Regions from separate parts of the Pan troglodytes genome. Here all the other regions are linked to region 2. Evidence: chromatin contacts called from public Hi-C data. All regions are on one chromosome and are shown on one strand. Each heading gives the region's core, a stretch centred on a gene start, on an enhancer-like site or on the middle of the called end of the contact. The rest is flanking DNA. Distances are from core to core; before and after follow the strand shown. Region 1 overlaps XPR1 (xenotropic and polytropic retrovirus receptor 1). Region 2 has its middle 13 kb from the start of ACBD6. Region 3 overlaps XPR1 (xenotropic and polytropic retrovirus receptor 1).

The links. Hi-C and Micro-C count contacts between places; a contact is called where the count stands out from the background.
Region 1: a contact with region 2 is called in a Hi-C map of stem cell-derived neural progenitor cells, with 6 times the contacts expected there. The contact joins two enhancer-like sites. A contact is called at or near these places in 5 of 7 Hi-C or Micro-C datasets (blood, induced pluripotent stem cells, a lymphoblastoid cell line and 1 more) and 1 of 1 other capture datasets (stem cell-derived neural stem cells).
Region 3: a contact with region 2 is called in a Hi-C map of stem cell-derived neural progenitor cells, with 6 times the contacts expected there. The contact joins two enhancer-like sites. A contact is called at or near these places in 4 of 7 Hi-C or Micro-C datasets (blood, induced pluripotent stem cells and stem cell-derived neural progenitor cells) and 1 of 1 other capture datasets (stem cell-derived neural stem cells).

Annotation. Positions count from the first base shown.
Region 1 is chr1:68,273,623-68,278,069 of NHGRI_mPanTro3-v2.0_pri, forward strand. The region is part of intron 11 of XPR1 (xenotropic and polytropic retrovirus receptor 1); the gene reads right to left. Among named protein-coding and RNA genes, the nearest start is that of KIAA1614, 53 kb to the left of the region's middle. Within about 2 kb of position 1,354, at least 2 of the 24 cell types and tissues checked have an H3K27ac peak or open chromatin away from gene starts, as enhancers often do. A contact at or near this core is called in stem cell-derived neural progenitor cells, where this site is marked.
Region 2 is chr1:68,605,791-68,609,985 of NHGRI_mPanTro3-v2.0_pri, forward strand. No RefSeq gene overlaps it. Among named protein-coding and RNA genes, the nearest start is that of ACBD6, 13 kb to the right of the region's middle. Within about 2 kb of position 2,276, at least 2 of the 24 cell types and tissues checked have an H3K27ac peak or open chromatin away from gene starts, as enhancers often do. A contact at or near this core is called in stem cell-derived neural progenitor cells, where this site is marked.
Region 3 is chr1:68,251,988-68,256,047 of NHGRI_mPanTro3-v2.0_pri, forward strand. XPR1 (xenotropic and polytropic retrovirus receptor 1) reads right to left here. Exons shown (of 15, transcript XM_524986.9): 14 at 2,984-3,205. Among named protein-coding and RNA genes, the nearest start is that of KIAA1614, 31 kb to the left of the region's middle. Within about 2 kb of position 1,269, at least 7 of the 24 cell types and tissues checked have an H3K27ac peak or open chromatin away from gene starts, as enhancers often do. A contact at or near this core is called in stem cell-derived neural progenitor cells, where this site is marked.

The DNA of each region.
Region 1 (4,447 bases), core at 104-2,603, 330 kb before region 2:
TGTCGCCAGGCTGGAGAGCAGTGGCATGATCTCGGCTCATTGCAACCTCTACCTCCTGGGTTAAGTGATTCTTCTGCCTCAGCCTCCCAAATAGCTGGGACTACAGGCACACACCACCACACCCGGCTAATTTTTGTATTTTTAGTAGAGATGAAGTTTCACCATGTTGGCCAGGCTGGTCTCGATCTCCTGACCTCATAATCTGCCCTCCTGGGCCTCCCAAAGTGCTGGGATTACAGGTGTGAGCCACTGTGCCCAGCTGTAAAAACCCCTTTTCAAGTTAACATTTTTGAGATAAATTTAATAATATGTTAACAAAGGACAAAATACATTAAAGTTTAGAAAAAAGTTAATCTCTCCTTCCTATGACATTCTTTTCACAAAACATTTTGCTTGTGCTTATACTGTCTTTCATTCTGTATATACACAATTTTTTTCTTTCCTGTAATATTGTATTCTATCTAGCATTGTGAAAAGAATTTAACTTTAGAGTAGAGCAAATTGAATATATATTTGTCTTTTCCATTAAATTGTAATGTCTTTCACAGAAAGATCTCACATCAGCATTTTTCTAGGGCCCATGTACCATGCTGGACATAGTAGGGGCTTAATCAATATTTGCCAAACTGAATTGAGGCTATGTTTCACTCATTTTTGTATTTTCTGCACAATGCTTTACCTTCCAACAAATACTTGGGAAAGGCAACATAGTCTCTGGGCAGCCTACACATATAATGTGTCCCTGAAAACACCTATTAAGTTTGTAGCTCCTAGGCCCTCCAGGCAAAATGAAATGGACAGCTGTGGCAAACAGAAAACTTTAAAACCAGATTCTAAGGCTTTGACAAAGGCAGGAGGTCAGTCACACCTCCACATTCCCTTATCTCATTATCAGCCGCCAAGACTTTCTTTCCTATAATTAAACAGAAACCAGTCCCTAAAAACAATGTGTGCAAGATTTCTTCCCCAACCTCAACAGACCATCTGACACTGTGGCCAAACTCCCCTCCCTTATCGTGCTTTTGCCACAATAGGTGACTAGCCTTACAAAGCATTCCTTTTTGATAAATGACTGCTGATCACAGACTGGTTCTGGCTGGTCCACAGAGACTGAGCACAAGATGCCTCTGTGCTCTGCTCTGTGTTTCACCTTTTGACACAAAGAGCCGAATTTCACTTCACTTTAATGTTAACTGCCTACTCCAAAGTGAACATGGGACATATGTAACATATATGTTTACTCACCACACATTTGGTTTCCCTCATAAATATTCATAAATTCTCCTATAACCTGCTAAATATGTATGCGGAGCTAACCCCACTGGGGATAAATTCCAACCTCTCCCCTTTGTAACTGAAGCCTATGTATTTGGTTTTGGCTGGAAGCTTAGTTTCCTGACGTGCAGATTGTAATCCTTTACAGGAAATAAAGCTTTCCTTTTGCTTCCTCTGCCAATCTCATGGTCTTTTGTTAATAAGTTGAATGTGAAAAAGTTAAGCAACAGACTTATATGAGGATAAGTTCCTGAGAGCTAAAAATAGATAAAGCAAAACCCCTATTAAACTTTCCTTGCCTTTTAGATACAACCTTTAATGGCATTGTTCTAACATTTTGTAGACATCATTTTTTTCCTTTACAACAAAACACAGCTGCTTTTAATTCAATGAGTGTCACAATGATGCTTAAAAGTTGCTGCTTTCTGCATGCCTAATGATTCCTATAGCTGTTTTAACTGTATTACACTTACGAGACATTAAAAAAATTGTGTGTAATATCACCACAGATAATTCCCACTGATTTCAAGAAAAACGAACAAAATACAACAAAATACAAAAAAAAAACAAACAAACACACGAATGCACTATTATTTGTGCCACAGAAGGTAAGGCTGCCAAAGCTCTCAGTTAGCAGCTAGCAATACCATGCAAAAGCAGGAAATGTTCTCAATCCAAAGGATAATTAAGAGGTAGGGGTGTGTGTGTGTGTGTGTGTGTGTGTGTGTGTGTGTGTGTGTGTCTATAGTCTAATAACAAAATACCCAAACTGTCCAGTTTTCAATTTAAAAAATCACTAGTCATACGAAGAACAAGGAAGATCTCAAACTTAATGAAAAGACAATCAAAGATGTCAAAACTGAGATGATAGAGATGTTGGAATTACTGGACAAAGATCTCACAGCAGCTATGATAAAAATGCCTTAGCAAAGAAACAGTCTCACCAAAGATACAGGAAACACAAAAAAGAACCAAATAGAAATATTAGAAGCCAAAAATACAATAACTGAAATAAAACTCACTGTTAACAGAATAATAGAAGGGACAGAGGAAAGAACTGGCAACTGAAAGATAGAATAGAAATTTCCTAACCTGAACAAGAAAGAAAATAGGTTGAATTTAAAAAATGAAAAGAAGCCAGGCGCAGTGGCTCATGCCTATAATCCCAGTAATTTGGGAGGCCGAGGCGGGTGGAAAACTTGAGGTCAGGAGTTCAAGACCAGCTTGGCTAACGTGGCGAATACCCGTCTCTCCTAAAAATACAAAAATTAACTGGGCTTGGTGTGCGCCTGTAATTCCAGCTACTTGGGAGGCTGAGGCATGAGAATTGCTTGAACCCAACGGGTGGAGGTTGCAGTAAGCTGAGATTGCACCATTGCAATCTGTGGGGGATACATTCCAAAACCCCCAGTTGGTGCCTGAAACCATGGATAGTACTGCTATCCATGTTTCATTTTATAGATAAATGAAATGTATCTATAAATATTATAAAATTTTATAATATTTATATTATAAAATTTATAGATAAAGTTTAATCTATAAATTAAGCACAGCAAGAGACTAGCAATAATAATAAAGCAGAACAATCATAATATACTGTAATAAGTTATGTGGAAGGCTGGACGTGGTGGCTCACGCCTGTAATCCCAACATTTTGGGAGGCCGAGGTGAGAGGATTGCTTCAGTCCAGGAGTTGGAGACCTCACCTTTACAAAAAATAAACAAAATTAAACCAGTGTGGTGGCGCACACCTGTAGTCCTAGCTACTCAGGAGGCTGAGGTGAGAGGGCTGCATGAGCCCAAGAGGTCAAGGCTGCAGTGAGCTGAGATTACACCATTGCACTCCTGCCTGGGTGACAGAGTGAGACCCTGTCTCAAAAAACAAAACGAAAACCATAAAAGTTATGTGACTGTGGTCTCTTTCTCTCTCAAAATAGCATAAAGTTTTCAGACTGTGGTTGACCACCGATAAGTAAAACTGCAGAAAGTGAAGGTATGGATAGGGTCGGGGGAATACTGTGCAAAAAAGGCAACAGGAGGGATCCTTGTGGTGATGGAAATGTTCTGTATCTTGACTGTATGAATGTCAATATTCTGGCTGTGATATTGTACTATGTTTGTAAAGTGTTACCACTGGGGAAACTATGCAAAGGGTATATGGGATCTCTCTGCATTACTTCTTGCCATGCATGTGATTCTACAATTATCTCAAAACAAAATGTTTAATTAAAAAAAAAAACACAAAACTTGACTGTTCCTCAAAACCTTCACTGAGTTAACCACTTCCTCTTTGAAACCACCTTATACCCTATACAATACTGATAATATAGTATTATTGCACTTCCATGTTCTATTGTAATTAGTCTATTTCCCTTACCAAACTGTGAGCTCCAAGAGGAGGTTTTAAAGGCAAGATATGTTTTGTTCATCTATGTATGCCTAGCATCTAGTCGTGCCTGATACATTGAAGATGTTTTGTAAATGTTTGTTGAATAAAACTGGATGTGACTGATGTAATCAAGAAAGTAATTTGATTATTAAACTATTTATATTCAATTTATTATCCATATAGATCCTTATTTACTGGCTCCTCAATAACAAAGTTACCTCTTCAGTGATTATAAAAGCATCAATGACACCATTTAGGACTTCCTTTCTTGACAGAGTTTAGCAACTTTTCTTCTGCTGTATCAGATACCCCTTCCCAGATCAGATCATCAGAACCTCTTCCAATATCTTTCTTATGTATGTGTGTCTAGGCTTATTTTTAAAAATCCCTTTCTGTCACACATTTGATCAATAGCCTTGGAAACATTCTTGTAGTAGGTTATTGCTGTAAGGAAAAGTTAAGACTTTGGAATAAGCAAAAATAATTACTATGCACTAAAATGGAAAATTATGCATTGTTTACACCATACCTTTCTAGGTTATGTTTCTATGGAGTTTGTGCCTTTTCTGGTCTTGGAGTTATTTTATAATTCTGTATAAATTGTGGATAAATGCAAATAATTCTGTCTATAGGCACACAAATAAATTCTGTCTGACGGAGGTCCAACAGATTCCATCTTACCCTCTACTCCTCCACCACACCCCACCTCCAGTAGAAAAAGCAAATTTTGTGTCCATTTGTAAATGGATATCAGCATTCCTTTACTCCACCGTAAAGGTTTGT
Region 2 (4,195 bases), core at 1,026-3,525:
CTTGCCTCGACCTCCCAAAGTGCTGGGATTACAGGCATGAGCCACTGCATCTGGCCATTTATTTTTATTTGAAAAAATATAGTTTTTTTGAGACAGGGTCTTGCTCTGTCACCCAGGCTGGAGTGTAGTGGTACAATCATGGCTCACTGTAGCCTGAACCTCCTGGGTTCAAGTGATCCTCCCACCTCAGCCTCTCAAGTAGCTGAGACTACAGGTGTGAGCCACCATGCCCTGCTAATTTTTGTATATATTCATATATTTTTTGGTAGAGATTGGTTTTCGTCATGTTGCCTAGGCTGGACCCGAACTCCTAACCTCAAACAGTTCTTCCACCTTGGCCTCCCAAGGTGCTAGGATTACAGGCATGAGCCACCATGTCTGGCCTGTGTGTGTATTTAAAAGTTTTCTTTGAAAAATGGGAAATTTGGGCCGGGCGTGGTGGCTCACACCTGTAATCCCAGCTCTTTGGGAGGCCGAGGTGGGCGGATCATAGGTCAGGAGTTCGAGACCAGCCTGGCCAGCATGGTGAAACCCCGTCTCTATTAAAAATACAAAAATTAGCTGGGCATGGTGGCTGGCGTAATCCCAACTACTCAGGAGGCTGAAGCAGGAGAATCATTTGAACCTGGGAGGTGGAGGTTGCAGTGAGCTGAGATCACGCCATTGTACTCCAGCCTGGGCAACAAGAGCGAAATTCCATCCCCGCCCCCCAAAAAAAGAAATATGGGAAATCTGAATACAAAGGACTGCATTCTAGATGATATTTGTCAATTTTCTTAGGTATGATAATGTCATATTATGGCTCTATAATAGAATTTATTTTTAGAAGATACATACTACAGAATTCAGGATTGAAATATCATAATGTCTGCAACTTATTTTCAAGTCATTTATCAAAAATATTGGTAGATAGATAATGCAAATGTGGCAAAATGTTAACAATTGTTGAATTCAGGAAGTGAGTTCAATATGAGTGATCATTTACTATTCTGTCAACTTTTCTATATGTTTGAGAATTTTCATAATGGTTTATTTAAAAAAACAAGTTATCATGAAAAAAACATCAGAAGCAGAAACATCAATATTCAGGCCAATTAAAAGAACCAGTGTTCTGTGTGTGTGTGTGTGTGTGCGTGTGTGTGTGTGTGATGGTATATCTGCCTGTAAGGTTTAAAGTGCTGTCACTTCAAAGCCATATTTGATGCACTCAAATAAACGTTACTATTTTCTTGACTCATCTGGAGGATGAGGGAAAAGAGCTTTAATTCTACAGCCAAAATAACGGCCTAAAGGTATTCATAGTCATATGACATTTGAAGCAATAGAAATTTAAAACTTATAATCAGACTTCAACCAGAAAAATAAATGGGTAATTTTATTTTTAATCTAAAGACATTTTTTGAATGTCTTCAGAACCATTTGAATGTTATTTCCTGTTCTTAAGGTAAAATAAACAAAATTGTTTATATCTGATTGTGTATGCCTGACCAGATTTTCTTGATGATAAAAACCATTCCCAGCTTTTGAAGACTGATGTCTGATTAACTCTTTCAAACATAAATGCCACAAAATTAATCAAAGCTGTGGTTTTTTCCCAGGATGATACTCAGCTGTGGACATTAGTATCAACAAAGAAGGGATATTTTGATGAATACAAACTTAAAGAAAATTTAGCATATAAAAAATTTTAGTTTTTAGTATATTTTCATTTGCAGTTTTTAAACTTTAGTAAACATATGTTAACATATACATGCTAAACATTTCATCTTCTTGTGCATATTTTAGAATGTCAATTTTAAATTTAAAGTTCCCCAAAATATTTGGGAGAAGAGGGTGAGGCACAGGAACTGGGGAATGGTAAAAATGTTAATATATACATAAGGAAAGAAAATCCAAACAAAAGCAAAAACAACAATCCAAAGGGAGTAATGATGTAGGTTCAGAGCTAAGTTGATCTCAGCCTATACTGTATGACCCTTATTTCTCATTGTTACAACATTCAGAATAGTAAGTGGACTTGTCAGAGCATGTTTTTTAAAACCAAGCACATCTTAACAAAGCCTGTTTTCGTCTTTACTCTCAGTTCCTGGGTTCTAAGTCTAAAGAAGAAACACAATTAGGGTTTGGCTGCTGTTTAAAATAAAGATATAATTACATAAACAATTTGTTCCATTTACTGTGCCATACAACGTGCAAGGCCTCTCTTTCCTAAGCCTAAGGACCCAAAGAACAAAGATAATCCAGCCAGCCCGTTACACGGGCAGAACCCAAACCTAGCTCCATGCCGCCATCATCTGGTCAATATGTATATTCCACTTGCACTCCGGCAGTGCCCAGAAGACGATGGATATCCGGAATCCTGAACCACCCAGAGTGGAATTCAAACTCACGGGACTCATTTTTCATGCAAAGAAATTATATTTTATGAAGGCACAATATAAAATTATATATTCTGTCTTACTGAGGCCCTTTGTTCTTCAAACCAGTAACTGAAACCAGAAAAATATTGCAGAAATGGATAAAAAAATTTCAGTTTCTTAGCTTCAAGTTCAGGGAGACTTTCCTTAAAGATCTTTACTTCAGGCCAGGTTCAGTGGCTCATGCCTGTAATCCCAGTGCTTTGGGTGGCTGAGGCGGGAGCATCGCTTGAGGCCAGGAGTTTAAAGTTACATTGAGCTATGATCTTGTCACTACACTCCAGTCTGGATGACAGAATGAGACCTTGTCTCTAAAAAAAAAAAAAAAAAAAAACTTTACTGCAAATGCATCTGCAAATAGTTCAATAGCACCTTCTGCCAATTGAGCAGAATGTGTTTTAGTAGATATGAAAGGCCCACACTCCTTAGAAGACCTGGGAGTTAGATCCACTTGGTCACTCACCTAAATGTAAGGCCTAAGGCAAGTCACCTAATATTTAGGGGCCTCTTCTGGAAAATAATGGGGCTCAACTGAGACCTTTTTATGGAGAGGATATCCAGCTTAAAAAATCCTATTATTATTTAACTTCAGTTTGTACCACAAAATTTAGTACTTAATTTTAGTCTTGCTGGATTTTCTAATTGTATCATGAGCACTAATTTTGTTTTTCCAACTAAAATTTAGGTTACTTAATGGCAAGGATGATATCAGACTCCCCAGTCTGTGTACTTTTTACTGTATTACATTACCTGAAAGATCAGTATCAGCATTTAACAAGTTATTGTTGATTAATTTTTAGAAAGTCAAAATATGAAAATTTAAAAATATATTTACTAATAAATACACACTGAACACATTTAATATAATAGCTACTGCATTTACAGCAACAAAAATGTTGCAAATGTGGACAGAAGTCAGCTAGCCACTATGCCCTTAATTGAGTCCACCAATTTTGCCTTCCTCAGTGGTTCCATACTTATCAAGCACAATGAAATCTCTTCAGGACTGGTGTCTAAGAGAATGCTAGGCTTTTATAATCTAATCCTATTTGGCTTTGTGGCATTTGATTTACCCCTATATTTGTATCATGTAATGATAAATAACATCTCTAAAGTCAGTTTGTAAACCCACAAACGCATTTCCCAGAAGTCTTTCTTATTCATGCTGGGTTAAGTTGTCCATCATCATCAAACAGCCTCTGCTGAGGGGGTTTCAAAGTTAATGACATTTCCATTTCCCCCTCCTCCTCCCCTCCTCCTCTTCCTCCCCTCCTCCTCCTCTTCCTCCCCCCCTCCTCCTCCTCTTCTTCCTCCTTCTCTCTGAAACCTGTCACCCAGGCTGGAGTGCAGTGGCATTATCACAGCTCACCGCAGCCTCCACCTCCTGGGCTCAAGAAATCTTCCCACCTCAGCCTCCAGAGTAGCTGGGACCACAGGTGCATCCCACCACGCCCAGCTAATTTTTGTATTTTTTGTAGAGACAGGGTAGCGATATGTTTCTCAGGCTGGTCTTGAACTCCTGGACTCAAGCGATCCACCCATCTTGGCCTCCCACAGTGCCGGGATTACAGGCATGAGCCACCACGCCTGGCCCATTTCTTCTTCTTAATTTTTAGTAGGAAATACCTATTTCTGAGAACTTGAAGATGTGATGTTTTTCATTAAATTTTGCTCATTATACAGATTTCACAAAGACTCCAAGGTCAAGACTCTGGTTTTCTTGTTGTGATTCCTTTTTGTGCATTTAATAAAATTCTGTAATTATTTTATTTGAAGGT
Region 3 (4,060 bases), core at 19-2,518, 350 kb before region 2:
GCATTAAACAAACTTAAGAAACTGGCTGGTTCCTGTAATCCCAGCTCCTTGGGAGGCTGACATAAGAGGATCGCCTTAGCCCGGGAGTTTGAGACCAGTCTGGGCATCACAGTGAGACCCTGTCTTTAAAAAAAAAAAAAAAAAAGCCAGGTATGATAGTGCACACCTGTAGCCCCAGCTACTCAGGAAGCTGAGGAAGGAGGATCATTTCAGCCCAGGAGTTCAAGGCTGCAGTAAGGTATGATCACACCACTGCACTCCAGCCTAGGTGACAGACTGAGACCACGTCTCCAAAAAAAAAAAAAAAAAAAAACCAACCTCCAAAAAACAAATATAAGAAATTGTGATAAGGATGATGAGGATGAGATAAAACACCACTTGAGGCATACATGAGAAACCAAAAGAGTTAGCCAGCAGAAGAGAAGACCTAAGGAGAGGCATAACAGTTATTTCTCTTCAAAGAGTTGACAACATACAATGCAGAAGAGGGAGGAGACTCATTATAAGTTATGTGAGAGAGCCCAAATAGGATCAAATTGTTAAAGTTACAGTGAAATTACAGTGAAGCACATTTCAGCCCAACATAAACCATTTACCACTATAAATACCAACAATAAAATCAGGTGGCTGAGTGTGGTGGCTCTTGCCTGTAATCCCAGCACTTTGGGAGGCCAAGGAGGGAAGACTTCTTGAGGCTAGGAGTTTGAGACTAGCCTGGGCAACATAGTAAGACCCTGTCTCTATAAAAAATAAAAAATTAGCTGGGCAGAGGGGTGCAGGCGTGTAGTGCCAACTACTTGGGGGGCTGAGGTGGGAGGAGTGCTTGAACCCAGGAGGTTGAAGCTGCAGTGAGTCATGATCGTGCTGCTGCATTGAGCCAACCTGGGCAACGGAGCGAGATACTGTTTCAAACAAACAAACAAACAAAAAAACCACACACATTAAGGATATGCTAAAGGTTGCATGAGTGATAAAGTCAGTACTGAAACTCAGATCTTATTTTGGATTCCCTGCACTCTCCGCTGTACACCAACTGTTCCATTCCTAATGTCTTACTCTTGGTGCAATCTGGTTTCCCAGAGTTTCTCCGTTAAACACCTGACATGGAACAGAATAATCTATTGCCAAAGAGCCCCTTGTTTAAGCAGAAATAGTATATGTTTAGATTGCCCTCTGCTGGTAACTAACAAGGATAATTAGACTTCAAAATCAGGAGCTCAATGAGGTCACCAATCACACTCAGCATTTTCTTCCAGCCCTTTGTGGCACTTATCTCACTGACCCACTCAGTGCTCCCCTGCCCCAGCTTCTTCAAACTCTGCTTCCTTGGGATCACAGCACCTACCATGCTTTGTTTTGATGCTCTTCCTATTACCTCCCTGACTATTCCTGCCTCTTTTGTTTATTTTCTTTTTTTCTCTGGTCTGTGTTTGTTCCCTGGCTACTATGGTTGAGCCAGGGATTAAGACTCAGTTCCCTGCTCTCTGCTTTTCTCTGCCTTCTTCAGAGAACTTCCAAATCTCTATTTAAAGTTCAGCAGGTTCTACTCTACTCCTCTATATCCAATGAGTTACTGATACTACCTCCTGTTTCTTACTTCCTTCAAAACATCTCCTTATGTTCCTTCTGGTCCAACAGTAAGCATCCTGATCTGAATTTTCACTGCCCCATACATTGAAGTACTGCATAGCTTTTCATCTGGCTTTCTGGCCTTGAGTTTTCCCTTGCCTAATATATCTTACACAGTGCTATTAAAACTTCCTAGGATACTACTTTCACAATGTCATTCTTCTACAGAAAAATTCTCTGTGACTCGTGGCTGGGTGCGGTGGCTCATGCCTGTAATGCCAGCACTTTGGGAGGCCAATGTGGGCGGATCACGAGGTCAGGAGATCGAGACCATCCTGGCTAACATGGTGAAACCCCATCTCTACCAAAAACACAAAAAATTAGCTGCGTGTGGTAGCGGACGCCTGTAGTCCCAGCTACACGGGAGGCTGAGGCAGGAGAATGGCGTGAACCCAGGAGGTGCAGCTTGCAGTGAGTGGAGACTGCACCACTGCACTCCAGCCTGGGCAACAGAGCGAGACTCCATCTCAAAAAAAAAAAATTATCTGTGACTCATTCCTGCCTACAAGATCAAGTTTGCATTTTCAGCCTTTTACAATCATACTTCATCTATTCAGCAAAATTATTCTTACTACAATTCTAGTCACATGGTTTTTCTTTCTGCACTTCATTTCTACCTTTATGTTCTTTACTGTGTCTCTAGTCTATTCACTCCCTTATCCTTTAGAAAACCGTTCATCTTCAACCTAAGCCTCCTTCATTCCAATCTACTGTGCTATCTATTGTCTCTAAATTTCATATGCAGTCACCATATACTGTACATTTATGGTAACTTTTAGCAACATACGTAGTCAATGACTGATAAAAATATTGTTGTAGGTATTTAATAAGAAGATAAAAATAGTAATAGTTTATTCTTAGTAGGCTCTTTCTGTGAGGGAACTGGTCCAAGTTCTATGTAATAATGAATATAATCCACTTAACCGCCCTATAAGCAAGAACCATATTAATTTCAATTTACAGATGAGGGGCAGAAAACAGAAATTAAGTCATTTGGTCAAGGCATAGATGGCAGGATTCCTAAAGTTTATAACATAAAAATTATTTGTATACACAACACACAGAAGAGTCAAGTATTAATAAATCACTCTCCAACAACCTTTTCCTCCAGACAGTGGATCTTTAGTGCCAAATTACTAGGTTATGCATTGATGACATTTACTCTATGTGCTCATTTAGACAGTCATAGGCTGTATCATATGGAATTGCTGCTTATTACTGTTTTTTTGTAGGTGAAAAATGGCTGAGTATTGGCAATTTCATTTGGTTCAACCTGATAGCTTTTTAGCTTACATGCTACCCAATGCTAAAACTCAAAGGAAATATGCCTCACAGAAGTAGAAGCCATACATACTGAGAAGCGAGGCGAGGCCGGCGCAGGGATATGCTCTGGTTGTACTTCCATGACCGATTCTTCTGGCGGTTTCGTACCCCATCATCCTGGTCCATCATCTGTTCTAGGAGAGTCTGATCATCTGCGTTCAGGGGGGCCACAGAGATGTCCCGCACAGCACGGAATTCACCACAGTTATTCAGATGTTCATTCTCCAGGCGGAAGAAGTTCCACACAAATCGCCTTAGCAAAATGGGGTAGATCAAAGTACTCATGAAATTGTAACATACTTCTGCTACCTGTAAACCTCCCAGGGTATCAAGTTTCCACTCATGGAAACAAAAACAAAGAATTAAGGGCTTGAATATTAAAATAGGGAAAGATGGTGTTGTGGGGAGGTGGTGGTGGGGGGGTAAGGGAAACAAGACTAGACTACGAAAAAGGGAGGGACTTATGGAATGCAGTTTTAGAGTGCTCATTCTTTCAACTTATTTGAAAAATATTTACTGAATGTCTGCCATAAGGCAGTAAAGGCACAGAATGACTCAAAGCCTTTTTGCCCTTATGGGGTGTAATTTCTAGTGGTGGAGACAGACAATGAGCAAGTAAACAATCAATCGGCTAATGATAAGTACTGTGAAGAAAATAAAGCAGGACAAGGGAATAGAGTATGCCATCATTAAGACTGGTTAGGGAAAGCTTCTTTGAAGACATGGCAGCTATTGAAAACCTGACTGATACAAAGAAGCAAGTCATGTAAAAATCCTGGAGGAAAGCATCCCAGGCAGAGGAAAATGGCAAGTATAAAAAGGCAAGTTGGAAACAACAGCAAGGTCAGTGGGGGCTAAGAATAAGTGAGGTTAAAATAGCAGGAGATAATGATGGAGGGGTGGAAGAGGGCCCACCCACAGAGGGCCTTATAACCCATAGTTTAAATTTTAGGTCTAATGGAGAACAATGAGAGAACAACAGGAGAATAAAGTGATTTGTTTGAAAAAGGTCCTGCTGAATGGTGAAGAGATCAAAGGGAGACAAGAACAGCTGAAAACAGACCAATTAGAAGGGCTGTTGCAGCAGTCCAGAAAAGAGATGATGGTG